Regions from separate parts of the Cricetulus griseus genome. Here region 2 is linked to region 1. A link is a contact called in public Hi-C data. All regions are on one chromosome and are shown on one strand. The core of a region is the stretch at or near the end of the contact, and the rest is flanking DNA. Distances in the headings are between cores, read along the strand shown. Region 1 overlaps Cspg4 (chondroitin sulfate proteoglycan 4). Region 2 holds the start of Man2c1 (alpha-mannosidase 2C1).

Region 1 (2,993 bases), core at 281-2,780:
GTTAGTTCACTCTGGTTTTCTTCTGAACCAGGGTCTCACTATGTTGCCCAGGCTGGCCTTGACCTCATAGGCTCAAGTGATTCTCCTGCCTCAGCCTCCTAAGTAGCTGGTATGTGCCATGGTGCCAGGCTCAGCATTAAGCTCACTCTTGCTCGAATGCTGCAGTTGCTGGATGTCTGACCACAAAGACTCGGTCATGACCCTGTTATCCATGAGACCTCAACTCCCTGTCACATCCACAGCAGCACCCATTCTTTAGGGCCACTTGTATGCTGAACACCAAGTAATATAATAATCTTTGTTTCTGTAAAGAATCTGTTTCCTTTACCTTCTAATCAAGACACATCCTCATGCCTTATCTTTGTCTTTCCCCTTTTAGGAGACACAGAAAGTTTTCCCTTTCAGCAAAACAGGGCTTGTATAATAGTAAAAGGGAGACGGAGTGGGATTGATGCAAGTGAGCAGTCTTAGAATCCCACAGTATTGCAGTCGGGCTGTGCTGTCTACACTGGGGGCAGACTGAGGGACTACACTGAGGGATTCTTCCTCAGTGGTTTGCTACATGAAGGTACACAGGCATTGGAAGAATCGGGATATCGGTTTTGTGTGAAATTTCCTAAGGCTTCAATGCTGACAACTAATATTAAAATATTAAATGTAATCTGGGCAGTGGTGGCAGTGCATGCCTTTAATCCCAGAACTCGGGAGGCAGAGGCAGGTAGATCTCTGCTCCGTGAGTTCGAGGCCAGCCTGGTCTACAGAGTGAGTTCCAGGACAGGCTCCAAAGTGACACAGAGAAACCCTGTCTCAAAAAAAAAAAAAAAAAAAAAAAAAAAAAACCATAAAATAAGATTGTTTCTAATTTAAGTAAAAATTTATAAACAAAACAAAACAAAAAACTAAAGACAACAACAAAAATTTAAATGTAGTGTGTATTCAAATAAAACACATCTATGGACCAGATGTGTCCTAAAGGACTGAAGACTGCCTGCCACTTGTAACCTCTGGACCAGGCTCACGGTGGGTATGGTGGGAAATGCAGCAGCAGTTGGTGGTGGAGGTCAATGTGATGTTTGGCGACTATCAGTGCCTGGATGGGAAAAAGGCAGAGCTCAGGCCAGGTGTGCAGGGGTCTCCCAAGCTATGGGAAACAGTACCCTTAGGTGAAGGGGACTTGGATGAGCAGTCAGAAGGCTTAGTCTTGGTTTTGCTTCTTACTAGCCGTGTGCACTGCATAGAGTCAGCTGACTTCCAAACGATATTCTTGCCTGCACATTGAGGCTATCTGAGTCCTGCTCCATCCAGCCCAGAGTCTTGAAGGGCAGTGGGACTGTCAAGCTACTGCTGCCTGCCATCTTCCAGTGGAGGAGGGTGCCTGTGCCACGTAGCCTCTTTCCAACCTGCTTGGGTGGCACTGCCAGTCTGGCCCCCTGGTGGCCATTCAGTCTAATGTTGCTGCAGTGTGTGTGGGACTGCTGGATGGGGGAGGGACACTTGTGGCCTTGTCCTATTCTCTCCTCCTTCCTGGTCTCTGATGACAAGGCTCCCAGTGACTCACAGCATACAGCTGCCCTAGCCACTGGCCGATTTCACTGTGGAAGAGGAGGCACAAGGGCCTATGGTAGATGCCAGAGCCCAGGAGAAGAAAGAACATAAACCTAGCTGATGAGGTGACACACCCAAGAAATCTTACTTCACCCTAGCTAATCCATCTTCCTCCTCTGAGCTACCTGCTGGGTGGGAGCTGCTCTCCTCCTGCTAGCTCCTTCATCCAGTTACTTCTCAGGGTGAGCACACACCCTGAAGGGGTGGGAAGGAACTTGTAGAGCCCAGGAGGCCTCCGAGGTAAAAGAGTGCTGGAAAGAGACCAAGGGGGGTGGGTCCTGCCATTTTTCAAGGGCCAGGGTAAACCCCTCTGGAAAGTTCTTGGAACAGCACCACAATGCTGCAGAAGGAGAGGCAGGGCCAGCTGCATCCTTTGAATCCTGCTTATATAGAAATAACTGGTATCATGCCCTAGTTTTATGTGACCACACGGCCTCTAGGTGGGAGCACCAAGTGTGTTGTTTGCCCAGAAGAGCCTGTCCTCCACCATGGCCCCGAGGAGCTTCTCACAGTGCCTTAGACCCTGGTAAGTGACAGCTGGCCCTGCTGGTTAGCACAGACAGCCCTGATATCTCATCACCTCACTCAGCCTCTACTTGAGGCTGGAAATTATAATTTGATTGGTAGTCCTGGTTGCCCTAGGAACCTTGCTCCAAAGAGTGGATAACAGTGCCCCTCAGCTTGGCCCACTCTGCCTGGACTCATCTGCCCCCAGCTTGCTCTGTTTCTCTCTGGCACCTGCCCTGAGCCCCAAGCCCAACTTTATCTCAAACTCAGTTTCACTGAAGCAAACTCAGCCCTGCCCTAGCTGCTGGGGTGCCCCTGCTTCTCCTTACTGCGGCCTTTTTAGCATCTAGGATCAAGCTACAACTATCCCTGAGCTAGAAAAGCTCAGCTGCCTGTGAGGTATGTGCTCAGGCTGGCAGCCACCTGAGGTAAGTTTGGGGTCTGTGTCTTGGCTGAGGGGTGAGGCCCTTACCTCAGCCTGGGTGAAGTTCACCAAGGCCTCCTCTGCACTGCCTTGCTGGGCATGGAAGAGTCGACCAAGTTGGGGGCCTCTTACCACCCGGTAGAGCAGGTGGCGGGGGTCAGTGCCTGTGCTGGAACTAGCTCTCAGGCTCTGGCTGCTGAGTGGCTGCACAGACTCTGAAAAGCACAAAGGAGCCTGTCAGCTTTTGACATGAGCCAAGGCCAGGGTCCTGCTGTGCCACCCTCAATTCTGCCCCAGCTACACAGCATGCAGACCTACCTGGACAGACAGTCAACTTCCGGCTGCCCTCCAATGAGAGAAGCACTTGCTTCTGGGCCACCACTCGGAAGAAATGTCCAGAAGAAGTGTGAGCACCATCAGAGAGGTCAAAGTGGAAGCCTCCTTCCAGGGCTCCTGA
Region 2 (2,993 bases), core at 368-2,867, 250 kb before region 1:
ACCCCATATACTGGAATTTGGAATGGAAGTTGTGTGAACCATAGAAGAAACCTCTATCTTAGGGTTTGTTTTGTTTTGTTTTGTTTTTTGTTTTTTTGTTTTTTTTTCGAGACAGGGTTTCTCTGTGTAGCTTCGGAGCTTGTCCTGGCACTTCTCTGGAGACCAGGCGGGCCTCGAACTCACAGAGATCCGCCTGCCTCTGCCTCCCGAGTGCTGGGATTAAAGGCGTGCACCAACGCCCGGCTTAGTTTTCAATCTATAAATGGACATAAAGTCCTATCACATACTACAAAGGTTAAACCTGTTATGACATTTAACATACAGAAGCAGTTATATATCTGGGGGTGAGATGTAGAGATAAGAGACTCATTACTCTTGGGAAGATAATTTAATGCCTTACTTTATAGTATTCTAGAATGATCTGAAATTTCTCCAGTAAGTATGTACTAAAAACAATAAAAATAGCTTATGAAAACTTGGGGTTTGTAACATTGGCATCCAAATGGCAATTCCCTCAGACCTGAAACATGAAACCACTCTGGAGACCCAGTCATTCAGCTGTGACTTCTCCAAAAATCAGGGCTAATCTGTGGCAGTGTCTGGGTCGGAGGGGTGTACCTCACCTGAACAGGTTCCCCATCACGCCAGACAAGGCTTTCACCATCACTTTGCCAGCAAAGATGAACTTCCTGGCCCACCCATGCTTCGGGAATGACCAGTTCTACCCGGAACCAGCAGGTCCACCATCTGTAAGAGAATTATTGTGATAGGCCTAGGAGGAGTGGAAACCCTGTTCTGACATAGTTCCTTGAATTAAATGTCAGCAGGTCCTTCAGTATCTGCAGCTATTACAAGGTACTCAGCTTTGAGCCACAAGAACAGAGACATGGTGGAGAACAAAGATGAAAGGAAAAGATCATTCATCTAAACCTAAGGAGGGAAAGGGGCAGAGGCGGTCGGGATGAAAGGATCCGAGCAGAGGGCGCCACTCTCCGTCATATAGCAGTCTGGGGCCCAAGACAACGAAGTGCTGAGGACTTAGAGGGCGGGGCTTTCCCAGGCTGGGTGTTACCCACGTGGGTCCGAAGCGGTCGCCGACTTGCGCAGGGCTGAAGTCCTGCTGCACCGCCTCCCCGTAGGTAAGCCTCTCCGAGGTTAGGAAGCTGGAGAGTGTCACCGGGCAGCTGTCCCCGAAAAGCCTGGGCAGAAACCAATGGGGGCGTGTTTGAAGCCGCCCCCTTTCCACCCGAGCGCCAGAAGACGGAACGGAAAACGCTCTCTCAGCCTAACGCCGTGAGGACTGCCTGGCAGCTCAGCAGCATATGCCACCCTCTCTCTACCCGCTGCTCCCCAGCCCTGCCTTGTTCGCGGAGGACACTTTGTTCTGCGGCCCCGGTGGCCACAAGCCTGGGTTTCCCTCCGGAAGGGAAGGGACGAGCGCGCGGTTGCGGTTTGCGGCTACGCAGACCAGGGGCCACACCTGCCGCGGAGGTTACAGTCGGTGAAGTAGGCCGGGGACACGAACTTCTGCACCCGCTCAAAAGTGGTGCGCCAATGTTTCAAGAACGGCGCTACCGCCATGGCGATGCGCCCACTTCTCTCCTGGGAAGATCCTTGGTGCTGCCGGCTCGCTGCACCGCCTAGAACCGAAGGTTCCGGCATTCAACCAGCACCTTCCTGACCCGAGCAGCTTTTCTTGGGACACCAGCAGCTTTTGTAAGATGCAGGCTTTGGGGAGCCAATCTGGTGAAACCCGGAAGCTGCGCCTTCGCAGTTCTCATCTCATTCAGCTGTCAGACAGCTGGGCAAATTGTCCTTAAATAAAATGGTAAGTTTGAGCTGTGATGTGGTTCGGTAAGGAGAGGGCTTGCCTAGGATGCAGGAAGCCCTGGGTTCCTGGAGGCGGGAGTGTTAATTGAAGGATATCCGCGGTAACATAGCAATTTGAGGAGAGCCTGGGCTACTAAAGACTGAAAGCCGAGGGATATGGATGGAATCCCTGGAAGGTCCTGGAAAAAGATATAGGGCCAATCAAGAGTTAATTTGCTTTCCAGTAGCTTTACCTAACTCGAGTACTAGCAGTACCTTCATAACATGAAAGGCGCAAGGCTGCCCCCGGTGTGTTCAAACGAATCGGCAATGTATTGAGATGGGGGAAGGGGAATTTGTACCCCCGATAACCCTCCTTCTATTACATACATCACTGTTGCCCATCACCAAAATGTATTTTTTGACCTGATGAAGCAGGTCAACAAGTGCAGAGAAGTTTTAAGCCAGCCTCCAGCTTTACTGTCTACCAGAGTATCTGTAAAAATCACTACAAGAATAAACAAAGGGGAAATCTAATCAGCCTGTTTTAACGAAAATAACTGGATTTGCACTTCAAAGTCAGATTACTTAAAAAAATGACCAAGTGCTCCGGTGTGGTGGCACAAGCCTTTAATCCCAGCACTGGTGGGACAAGCAAAGGAGGCAGGGGGATCTCTGAGTTCAAGACCAGCCTGGTCTACAAAGCGAGTTCCAGGACAGCCAGGACTGTACAGAGAAACCCTGTCTCAAAAAGTCAAAAACTAAATAAAAATGGATTATCAAAAGTCATTTAAACATACCCTTCTGCTTTATGAAACCTTGACCAAAGTTACCTGTTTTATTGGTCAAAAGGACTTTTTCTCTTGAACTATCTGAAATCCTACCCTGACCTGCAGGAAGGTGCTGTTGCTACAACAATTTGGTAGCAACAACCAAGGCTGCCTCTACTCAGATCTATTTTCATGTAGGCCAGCATGGTCTTGAGGGAGCAGAGAGGTGAAATATGGTTGAGGAAATCATACTTTCAGTCTTCTGACATACTGCCTCAGCCACGGTTCTACAATGCTTTTCCATTAGGCTTTTTATTGCCTTCAAGAGTGTCTTGCCCCCTGTGACAAAAACACCTGTGTTCCCAGAACTTTGAAGTTTTGAAGTAGCCTGGGCTATGTGTGACCCTGTGTCAG

What was found. Hi-C and Micro-C count contacts between places; a contact is called where the count stands out from the background.
Region 2: a contact with region 1 is called in a Hi-C map of the CHO-K1 cell line, with 5 times the contacts expected there. The contact joins the promoter of Man2c1 here to the enhancer-like site in region 1. A contact is called at or near these places in 3 of 8 Hi-C or Micro-C datasets (the CHO-K1 cell line and liver).

Annotation. Positions count from the first base shown.
Region 1 is chr4:168,412,973-168,415,965 of CriGri-PICRH-1.0, reverse strand. Cspg4 (chondroitin sulfate proteoglycan 4) reads right to left here. Exons shown (of 10, transcript XM_027415011.2): 7 at 2,855-2,989; 8 at 2,585-2,751. Among named protein-coding and RNA genes, the nearest start is that of Cspg4, 30 kb to the right of the region's middle. Within about 2 kb of position 1,530, at least 3 of the 6 cell types and tissues checked have open chromatin away from gene starts, as enhancers often do. A contact at or near this core is called in the CHO-K1 cell line, where this site is marked.
Region 2 is chr4:168,659,340-168,662,332 of CriGri-PICRH-1.0, reverse strand. Man2c1 (alpha-mannosidase 2C1) reads right to left here and starts at 1,617. Exons shown (of 26, transcript XM_027414997.2): 1 at 1,481-1,617; 2 at 1,077-1,199; 3 at 624-747. The coding sequence starts at 1,581. It overlaps LOC118238689 (a long non-coding RNA gene), which reads left to right and starts at 1,687. Exons shown (of 2, transcript XR_004769622.1): 1 at 1,687-1,828.